2 separate regions of the Zea mays genome follow, and region 1 is linked to region 2. Evidence: chromatin contacts called from public Hi-C data. All regions are on one chromosome and are shown on one strand. Each heading gives the region's core, a stretch centred on a gene start, on an enhancer-like site or on the middle of the called end of the contact. The rest is flanking DNA. Distances are from core to core; before and after follow the strand shown. Region 1 holds the start of LOC100191641. Region 2 holds the start of LOC103644520 (probable UDP-3-O-acyl-N-acetylglucosamine deacetylase 1, mitochondrial).

Region 1 (6,061 bases), core at 1,464-3,963, 150 kb after region 2:
GCTCGTCAATTTGTGTAAATTTATGTTCCGCTGCAATGCACGGGCACATACCTATAAGATATTAAGATTGAAGATAATATATATCGTTTGTTTTCATGTATTACCTAACACTGTCTAGATGTACATAAGTTACCATGATATTATATGTATCCGTTGCAACGCACGTGCACTCACCTAGTCAACCTTAATTATCCAAATCAAGTATGCTCAACAGGAATATTTATTACATGGTGACCAAATAAATGTTCTCAGATATAAATAGATATAAATGTCGTAGATTACATTGCAATTGTAAATACTAGAATCTATGAACTAATTGAAAACAAAAATATGTTACAATTAAAAATACTAAAATGCATGAAGTATTCTACTAGTCGTCTTATTCCGCTTCACCATCCTCCATTTTTTCCCACCATACCAATATTATCTTGAATAAGCTTCGAGCCTTTAGCATGCCCTCTTTTTTCTTTCCCACTCATTATCGATGGTGCGATCCTTAAGCTTGTTTCATTGCTTCCATAGTTTTGCCTTCACTAAGCATGTGGTTAAAAAATGGAGCTTCTCCAACTTAGATGCCACACCTATTGGGTCATCAATTGTGTCTGCCTTTCCTTTCTTTTCTTGCCCTAGGACAAGGCACCTCCTCCTTGGTGTCATCCACTCGCTCCCACGAAGCAGTACTCGTTAGATTTTTTCCTTGCATTAGATACACTGTTGGGACCATGTTTCTCCAGTCACTCTAGCTATTGTCGAACATCTTCCTACCAAAGCTCAAGCTTGAACTCACATCCCATTTTCTACTCGTACCTTTACCTTGGCCGCTTCCATGGCCATCGATTCATTGACACTACACTATCGAAGCATCTCTTATTGGATATAAAATCTAGTGAAGATGAATACCATTTTAGATTTAATTAATTGTGACCCAATGACCCTTCAGTTGCTTATCGATATGCATGGTGATGGTGTGCTCAGAGGTGGAGCTGAAGGACTTCTCTATTGGACCCCCAAAAAATATGTTAGACTTATTATTCCCTTGGATTGAATCCATGGAATGCATCAACCAAACACTAACCTAAAGCATATAGTATATTATAAATTAAATTTAAATATAACAAGAAAGTAAACACAACAAGTGAATGAGGAACCACCATTTTTTCTTGATCCGCTTAATCCATTTGCCAAGCTAGAGGATGGAGGCAATATTGCCTCACATACGTTTCGATAAAAACGATATTGCTTCTATCATGAAATGATAAGGATCCATCCAGACTCTCGAAAATCATGATTATCACCCGCGAGGGCGATACCATTCTCCATCCTTAAAACTCAGTTCTCTCCTATTATTGGATTCTTCCCTGTCTAGAAATTTCATGAGCAGTTAATTCATTTTTACTATATGTCAATTTCTGTAGGCTATAGTATTATCTATGGGTACTAGAGACAATGTTCGTTTTCATAGCAACGGAAGTTAAAATTGACTAGCTCCGTTACTGGCACTAGTCATCGAATCGTGCGGTGAAAAACGGAGTCGAAGCAGAAATTGCGCAGCTCACCCATGACTCGTGACTCGTGAGAACGCGAGGAGGTTGAATGGATTCGGTAGGCGACTAGGCGGTAGTGACAGTCACCTTGGCGGTTGGTATGGCAGCAGGGAGCAGGCTTCGGAACGAAGAGTCGAAGAAGACGACGAGAAAGAGCGTAGGCAACGACGGTCGGCGGTATTAGGGCATGTACAGTGGAGAGACACCAAAACGGTTCTCCAAGCACAGGAGACAACTAAGAGACTCTATTGTACAATGGAGTGTCTATAAACGTAGTCTATTAATAAATACAGAATTAAATGTATTTGTATAGCATCAGATTGATAGAACAGACGACAAATTCGTACAGTGGGAAGTGAGGCGTCTGTTGTTACTTGGTTTACGAGCCAGAGGCGTCTCTTCACGGAGAGACGGCTCTAAGATTTTTTTGCAAATAACCCCCTAAAACACCTTAAGAGCCCCCACATTAAACACCACTGTACATGCCCTTATGTGCCTTGTCCCGGTAGAAGCACAGGAGGAATATGCTTCTCTGGGCCACGAGTCAGTCCATACACCTTCCTGCACGACCACGGATTCTCAACGTCTCGTGGGACCCGTATCGACTTTGCCCCACGTGTCAGAAGACAAAGAGCGAAGCAAAGAATTTCACCTTCGAGCGCGACACGGCAACCTCTCTGAGAAACTGACTCTTCTGTCCCACACGAAGCCCGACCCCACCAAATGCGAGACAACACGCGACATATATAATTACCTCTGTGAGAAATGAGAAATCGGCGTACACAGTGACATCACTGGTATACAGGACCCACCTTAATTCGTTCCCACTGGTCATATGTCGGTAAAGGAACACGTACAACAACTAATCTAGGAAAACTTGGTAACGCACGCCTCCGAAATTTGTCGCATTCAACAAAGGGCCTTGTCTAGGATTATAATCTGGCCCTAAATCTATATGTGCTGAAAAATTTCATACTACTAAATCCGTAGACCGTGGTTAATACGAAACCGAGTACGTTTTTTTTTCCGAACACGCGCCTTTCGTGATCTAACCAAAATATATACCCTCTCCGACATTTTTCTTTTCTTTATTAATATCACAGGAAGCGGACAGGATCATCGCCAAATCGAAGGAGATTGAACGAAGCAGCCCAGCCAAATTCCCCTCGCCGCCCCGTCCCTTCTCGACATTTCTTGTCCCGTCGTCGCCTCAATCTCGAAGCCTCTCCGGCGGAGCCGCCTCATCATCGTTCCGAAGGCCTCCAACCAAACATCCTCTAGGGTTTCCGCATCGTCCGTCGCGATGGGCTTCACGAAGCGGTCGCCCCAGCATCCCGCCTCCCCAGCCGGCGGCGAGGTCGGCGCCCAGACGGCAGGGAAGGTCACACCAGTGCCGGCGGCGCCGGAGTCGGCGCCCGCGGCGGTGGTGCCGAGGCCTCCGGACGTGGCGCCCTTCCTGACCAAGGTCTACGACATGGTCTCCGACCCGGCCACCGACGCGGTCATCTCCTGGAGCGCCGCCGGCGGCAGTTTCGTGATCTGGGACTCGCACGCTTTCGAGCGCGACCTGCTGCCGCGGCACTTCAAGCACAATCACTTCACCAGCTTCATACGCCAGCTCAACACCTACGTGAGAATTACCCTCCCTGATCCTCATGCCTACATTCTCTATTAGTTCCCTGTGCGCGAAATAAATGTGGTTTGCGCTGATTAGGCGCGATTGTTGGTTTACTGTAGATTCTGTAATACGGATACCTAGTATTTTGGTTTTTGAAATTGCAGTACCTTCTGATTATGAAAAATGCCAGTATCCTTTATTTTTTGGGATAAGGAATGCTAATTTCCTTTGATTTCTTATTAAAAAAAAATCTAGAGTTAAATGTATAAGCGGTTCCCAAGATGCCACTTAGGTCCACGAACTTTAAAAATGCATTTCTAGGTTAAGTGACACACCACAGTGGTCGGTAAAGTCCACAAATGTACCTGCGATCCACCATTTTTACATGTTTTGGAATGTGTGGTACATCACTTAGCAAGTTCAAAGATTTAGAAATGCAGGGCCATCGATGCATTTAACTCAAAAAAGTATCCTTCCATTTTGTTGGCGTTTCACCAACTTCTCTTATGTCATTTGAGATTTTATATAACAGAATAGCTGGTTCCCCTATTTTTCTGTTAGTTCCTGCCTGCACTTCCAAAACAAATCTGCATGTTGAATTTGGCTGGAAGCTTTTGATGATGGACTTGTATAGATTGTTCACCAGATCTCTTTCAGCAAATTGCTCAATACAGACCTCAATAATGCATAACACATGCCAATGCCATCGGGGACCCCTTATTGTTCTTGTACAACCAGTTTGAAATTTTGCGCACCTTATAAAAAACTCATTGGGTTCTGTCACCTACTGAACTTGCGATCACAGAAATTGCAATGCCTTCTTATAAATAGTCTCCTTGGGTTTGTTGTTCCTCAAGCAACTTCTCGTGATGTCATTTGATATATTTTGTCATTTTGCAGTTTGGTGCTTCTTGTTATCTGTATTGAGGTTATGTATCACTGAATCACTGGATGTGCCAATTTTTACTTAGCTCTGCTCTGTACTTCTGAAAGCAAAACTGAATAGTTGAATTTGGTCGCAAGCTTCTGGAGGTCTTTCGGAAAAGTGCTCAGTACAGACCTATGTTTTCTGGTCGCTCGACCAGCTAGTCGAACTGGGGGACCGACCAGCGACTAATCTCGATTAGTCGTCGACTAGGTCCGACTAATCGAGCTCTGGTCGACCTGGTCGTTTACTGGTCGTCCTGTTCATCCAGGAGACCAGGACCTATGTATATACTATATAATATATACTATTATACTATTATACTATATAGTAAATAATTATATAACTATATAGTATATATGAACTTCATATACTATATTATGAAGGATAGGGTAAACATGACATGAATTCAGCAATACTGAAAAGTGAAAACAGCAGAGAAACACTTCTAGTTATTAATACTACAAGTCCCAGATACCAGTACCACACAACACACATTAATACAAGTCCAAAAAAATCTAGGTCCTAAACCTAGTCGCCCAGAACCGGCTAATCGAGCGACTAATCGGCCCTAATCGTCGACTAGTCGGACGACCAGGGCGACCAGGTACTCTAGTCAAGTCGGCTGCCTAATCGAGCTCTGCTAACCGACTAGCCCGACTAATCGCGACTAATCGCGATTAGTCGGACGACTTGAAAACACAGGTACAGACCTTAATGCATACAAGACCTGGCATCAGGGATCCTTTTTGGGTTAGGATGCTAGTAAAGTAGCAAGGCAATAGAATCCTTTACATGCAAACAATTAACTGAAATAATGACCTATGGTATCATTTCCATGATTTTTCTCTTCAGGGATGTACTAAAACTCATGCACGAAGCATGTAACTAGACTGTAATTGTGTATATAGAAATAGAAGCATTGCTTAACTATTATACTGTGTTGGAAATCATCTGCTTGAAACTAACTATTATTTTGTCCACATGTTCTATGCTGTATGCTCATGTTGAATCTTAACCTCTGTCGTTTCATGAATTCACTAGTGTTCTTTTTCATTATCAGGGATTTCATAAAGTTGATCCAGATAGATGGGAATGGGCCAATGAAGGCTTTGTTAAGGGCCAAAAACATCTTTTGAAGACCATCAAGAGAAAGAAGAAATCCTCTCAGGATGTACCTAGTGATCTGCAGTCGGTGCCTGTCAAAACTGCACCTGGCACTGAGAATATCGAGATAGGAAAATATGGAGGCCTTGAAAAGGAGGTTGAGACACTTAAGAGGGACAAGGCCCTTCTAATGCAGCAGCTTGTAGATCTACGGCAGTACCAGCAATCATCTAGCGCTGAAGTGCAGAATTTAATTCAACGCCTCCGTGTGATGGAGCAGAACCAGCAGCAGATGATGGCACTTTTGGCAATTGTTGTCCAGAATCCAGACTTCCTGAACCAGCTCGTGCAGCAGCAGCGCAGGAGTAACTGGTGGAATGATGATGGTAACAGGAAAAGAAGGTTCCAAGCTCTGGAACATGGTCCTGTAGATGACCAAGAGACTTCTGGTGGAGGCGCACAAATTATTCAATATCGTCCTCCTGTTCCTGAAACTTCCAATCAGCCAATACCAGCAAATGAAGCTTTCTATTCAACCCCTGCACAACCAGCTTCAAGCCCTGCACTTGAGATGCCCATGGATGTAGAGATGGCTTCAAACAATGTTAATACCTTTGATTCAACTGGCAATGATTTTACTGACACCTCTGCTCTATGTGAATGGGATGACATGGATATATTTGGTGATGAACTTGAGCACATTCTTCAACAGCCAGAGCAGGACTTTCAAGTGGACCCTCCTTTAACAGTTGAGGATTATGGTTATGATCATCCACGGTTAGAGCAGGACTGTCAGATGGAAGCACAACAGAATTGCAAAAATCCTCAATATGGTATGTACTAGTTGACGTATGACATTCTCTCATT
Region 2 (5,336 bases), core at 2,810-5,309:
GATGGTAAAGTGGATAATGTGGATGCTAATCAAGAATTTGAAGAATTTGATTGTGAAGAGATGTTGCGCCATATGGAACCAGAAATGTTAAGTTCTGTGGGATCGCAGAAAGGGCTATCTAAAATGGAGGGACTGGAAAGTGCCTCAAAAGAACCTTTATATGATGAATCAAAGGGTTGTGACAAAGAGTTTACTACACTGCGTACAGTTCTAGAACTTCTGAAGTTGAAGGCTAGCGCCGGATGGTCTGATACTAGCTTCACAGATCTTTTGAATTTTCTGTCTCAATTACTACCAAAACCCAACAAACTACCAACAAGCACTTATAAAGCGAAGAAGCTTATATCTCCCATAGCTCTGGGTGTGCAAAAAATTCATGCATGTCCGAACCATTGTATTCTGTATCGTGGCAATTTTGAGAACGCATCAAGATGCCCAGTTTGCAATGTCAGTCGATACAAGAAGAGCTACAATCAAGACTGTGTAAAAAAATTCCAGAAGAAAAATAAAAACAAGAAATCCACTATTGGACCTGAAAGTGACGATGACACTTTTGATGACATGGATGGGAAAAAGAAGTCAAAGAACCCAGCTTTGGTGATGTGGTATCTTCCAGTAATTGATCGCTTAAAACGTTTGTTCTCAAACCCTAGGGAGGCTGAGCTTATGCGTTGGCATGCTGAAAATCGCAAGCAGAATAACAAACAGATTCGACACCCTGCTGATGCATCACAATGGAAAAATTTCGATCTTATGTATCCTGAGTTTGCCAAAGAAACCAGAAATGTAAGATTTGCTTTGGGTACAGACGGAATGAATCCATTTGGTGAAAAAAGAAGTGTACATAGCACCTGGCTCGTGACTTTAACGATGTACAACCTTCCATCATGGCTGTGTCACAAAAGAAAGTATATTATGTTGACTATTCTTATTCAAGGTCCGAAATCAGCTGGTGTTGATATTGATGTGTTCCTAGAACCTCTTATGGAAGATATGACAAAGCTCTGGAATGAAGGAGTTAGAATATGGGATGAGTATTGCCGTGAGTATTTCAACTTAAGAGCAATTATATTTGTTACCATCCATGATTCTCCTGGTGGCGCCACACTATCAGGGCAAAAGACTAAAGGAAAGAATGGTTGTGTAGTGTGCGTCGATGGAACTGCTTCCATGTACCTTAAATCATCCAAGAAGTTGGTGTTCATGGGACACAGACGGTTCTTGATGAAGCAGCATAAGTACCGAAAGATGAAAGAGGAATTTAACAATCAACTGGAAAGTGAAGGTGCACCAAAGCCTTATAGTGGGAAACTTGTTTTTGAAATTGTAAAGAACATTCATGTTGTATTCGGAAAGGGAAAAAACAAAGGAGAAAAGAGAAAGAGAACTGACCCTTCAACTTACACAACTTTCAAGAAGCAATCAATATTTTTCAAGTACCTCCCATACTGGAAGGATATGGAAATTTGCCACAGCATTGGTTTGATGCATGTAACAAAAAATGTTTTTGACAGCATCATTAGAACCTTGCTGGGCATGCCGAGTAAGACAAAAGACGGACTTAAATCACGCAATGATCTAGTAGATCTTCAAATCAGACCGGAACTTCATCCAGTGGATAGTGGCAAAGGGAAGCCTTACCTCCCCCCAGCTAGCTACAACTTGTCAGTTGAGGAGAGAACAAAGATTTGCAAATGTTTGCGTGGGGTCAAAGTGCCCACAGGTTTCTCATCCAATATCAGCAGACTAGTCAGGATGAAGGACTTGTCTCTATTTGGCTACAACTCTCATGACTGCCATGTGATGATGACGGTGTTCCTCCCAATTGCGGTAAGAGCCCTCGAAACAGAGCATGTCAAAGTTGTCATCACACGCTTGTGTTACTTTTTCAATGCGGTTTCACAAAAAGTAATAGCTTTAGAAGACTTGGACTATCTAAAGGCATACATCATCGAGACTATGTGCAAGCTTGAAATGTGTTTTCCTCCATCATTTTTTGATATGCAAGTACACCTAATCATACATCTCGTGGATCAGATAAAAATATTAGGGCCACTATATTTACATCATATGTTTCAGTTGGAGCGATACCTGGGAGTATTAAAAGGTTATGTGCGAAATCGCGCTCACCCAGAGGGTTCAATCATGGAGGGATACACTACAGAAGAAGTGATTGAGAGCTGTATAGATTACATCAGTGACGGAACAATGATAGGTGTGCCTGTACCTAAACATGAGGGTAAACTATGTGGGAGAGGGAGAATGGGCAAGAAAACTTTTCGCGTTGAGGATTACAAGCTAGTACATTGTGCTCATGGTAGTGTACTACAACATCTCACGATAGCCGAGCCTTACATAGAGGAACACCTGAATGAGCTTCGTAAAGAAAATCAGAACCGCACAGAGGACTGGATCATGAGGGAGCACAAACATCGTTTCAGCGAATGGTTAATGGACAAAAACATCCCATTCGGAGACTCTTCGGATGAGAAAACAATGAAGAATTTGGCTTCTGGGCCATCGTGTTTTGTGACATCATGGCAAGCATATGACATCAATGGGTACACATTCTACACTAAATCAAAAGACATGAAAAGTGTTGCACAAAATAGCGGTGTTCGTATCGATGCTTTTGACCTACATGGACAGAAGACCACATATTTTGGATTCATAGAGGAAATATGAGAACTTGATTATGGCCCAAGCATGAAAATACCCTTGTTTAAGTGCCAATGGGTACAACATCCCGTGGGGGTGATAGTGGATAACTACGGACTCACACTGGTAGACTTAAAGAAAGTAGGATATAAAGATGACCCGTGGGTTCTCGCCGAATGTGTTGCACAAGTGTTCTATGTACTCGATCCAGCAGATGAGAAGATGCATGTAGTTATTTCTGGAAAGCAAAAAATTGTTGGAGTTGAGAATGTGGGAGACCAAGATGAGGAATACAATAAGTATGAAGAGATGTTCGTCTTTAACGGTCCAGAGAGAATCAAGCGTGTGGAAAAGAAAATTGATAAGAACTTAAAGCCATACATGCGGAAAAATGATAGTTCATGAAAAATTGTATGAATCAAATTGTATTTGTTATCATGTATGATCGACTATGAATTGTGGTTGCCAATTAATTTAAAATCTCTCTAGTTATCTATGTGTGCTATTATAATTCATTTAAATTGTATTTGCATATTATTGTTAAAAATTAAATATTAATTCATTTAAATTGTATTTGCATATTTCTGTTAAAAATTAAAATTATTTTCATATTTAAATTGTATTTTCATATTTTTACAATCACATGCGGTTTTGTCTTAGGGTCCGCTTGTGAAAAGGATAGAGCATTACAGGCGGTCCTAAACAAAAACCGCTTATGATACTATTACATCACAGGTGTACTAAACCGCCTGGGACATCACAAGCGGTTTTCTAACCAAACCGCCTGTGATGTAAAAATCCTACCGCTTGTATAGAGCCAAATTGTACTAGTGTGAGGTCTACGACGGCACCGGCCCTTCTCTCCTCCCCGTCGACGCGTACGACCGTGATGTGCAATATATATCCACTAATCCCGCTAGCTGTTCCTAGCTTAATTTGTTTTCACTAGTTGTGGTGGTGGTGTGTGCTTTTGGTGCACGTGTACTCCTTGTATTTCCAAAGAAAAGTGAACGTGTGTGGTTTTCATGATGATGATAATGGGCAAGACGGGTGACGAGAAGGCAGAGCGGCAGAAGCAGTTGTTTGCCGCGGCGGAGACCCTGGAGGGAGCAGTGGAGGAGTGCTCCAAGGGGAGACCCAGACCCTTCTTCGGCGCGACAGCGTCGGGTACGTGGACATAGCGTGGGTGCAGACTGCAGACGAGGGACCTGTAGTGTTGTCTGGTTTTGAGCATTTCGACGCCGACAAGACCCTGCTCCTGGCCGCGTGGATGGAGCGCCAATAACGGGCACCAAGCTCGGCCACGTCGGCACTATGTCAACCTTTTGGATTTCAGATTCGGAATAGTTCCATACAGACCAGGGTTCCGGCTTTTAAGCCAACCACACACGCCCGACATCCAGGACCCACATTACAAAAATACGCTTTTCTCACACACAAACGCCCCACGCTCGGCTGAGCACTTTCCCGCCGTCTTCAGACCGTCACACCCTCGGTCGTGACAGGTTTCTGCCTCCACTGCCTTCCCCACCGCCGCCATGCCCTCCTCCGCCGCCCGGGCCCTCACATCCGTCTCCCGCGCAGCCTTCTCCTGGAAGCCGGTAAGTCAGCGATGCTCTAGTGTTTAAAAGCAATAGTCTGAATCTCTGGCAGACTAACCCTCCTCTGCCAGACGGGGCGGCCGCAGCAAACGCTGGCGGCGGCGGTGAGCAGGTCGGGCGTGGGGCTCCACTCGGGAGCGCGCGTCACCGCCACGCTGTTTCCGACGCAAGCTGGAGAGGGTAGGTATTTCCTCGTGGAGGGTGATGAGGAGGCGAGGGTAGCGGCAGAGGTGGGGAACGCCGAGCCACTGTCGCAGCTCTGCACGACGCTTCGTCGGGGCGAAGGCGCCCACACGCGGGTCCGGACGGTGGAACACCTTCTTTCGGCGATGGAGGCGCTTGGCGTCGACAACTGCCGTATCGAGGTTAGCGGCGGGGATGAGGTGCGTGGATGTCTGCTCATTTCCCACCTTGTCTTAGTTCCCTATTTTCAATGTGGGAAGGTGTAGAGTTATCGTTGTATTTTCCATTTATGTGAAAGTGATTAAGCAATGCCAGATTCCTTTGCTTGATGGATCAGCGCAAGAGTGGGTAGAGGCAGTACAAGGCGTTGGCTTGTGTGCGGCAGAGGATGCCAATGGGGAAAAGTTGGATAAACTGGCGCCTGAAATTCAGGAGCCTGTTTACCTACGGAAACACGATTGCTTTATAGCTGCATTCCCTAGCCCACAAATCCACATAACCTGTGGCATTGATTTCCCAAAGGTATATTCATCTCTTCCCTTTGAAATCAGAAAAAGGCTAGTTCATTATGGATATGAAACCGAATCATGTCTTATGACCGATAAAAATATCAATAACATTAAACCATTATATGGAACACACAAAGTGAGTGGGTTCTTAATGTTATAAATAACTCGTCTGGGGAGAGAAAGACGGTCCTCCCAGTATTATATTAAGAAGAGACCAAAACATGGTCCCGGACTCCTCCCGTCCGAGAAAATCCCCAAACCCTGGCCCCTCATCACTAGCGGACTGTCACCGCCCACTCTGCAACGATCGAGCCAGAGGGTGGCGCGCAGGACTTAACTCGGGAGTGGACGGGGCACAACGAGGGGATTTTTTTAACCAAGCCCG

What was found. A called contact is a pair of places that touch in the nucleus more often than the background predicts.
Region 1: a contact with region 2 is called in a Hi-C map of leaf, with 5 times the contacts expected there. The contact joins the promoter of LOC100191641 here to the promoter of LOC103644520 in region 2. A contact is called at or near these places in 2 of 25 Hi-C or Micro-C datasets (leaf and tassel).

The regions. Positions count from the first base shown.
Region 1 is chr1:28,465,259-28,471,319 of Zm-B73-REFERENCE-NAM-5.0, forward strand. LOC100191641 reads left to right here and starts at 2,714. Exons shown (of 4, transcript NM_001254785.1): 1 at 2,714-3,174; 2 at 5,151-6,027. The coding sequence starts at 2,848.
Region 2 is chr1:28,317,341-28,322,676 of Zm-B73-REFERENCE-NAM-5.0, forward strand. LOC103644520 (probable UDP-3-O-acyl-N-acetylglucosamine deacetylase 1, mitochondrial) reads left to right here and starts at 4,060. Exons shown (of 7, transcript XM_020545639.3): 1 at 4,060-4,259; 2 at 4,331-4,642; 3 at 4,758-4,964. The coding sequence starts at 4,197. It also overlaps the pseudogene LOC103644519.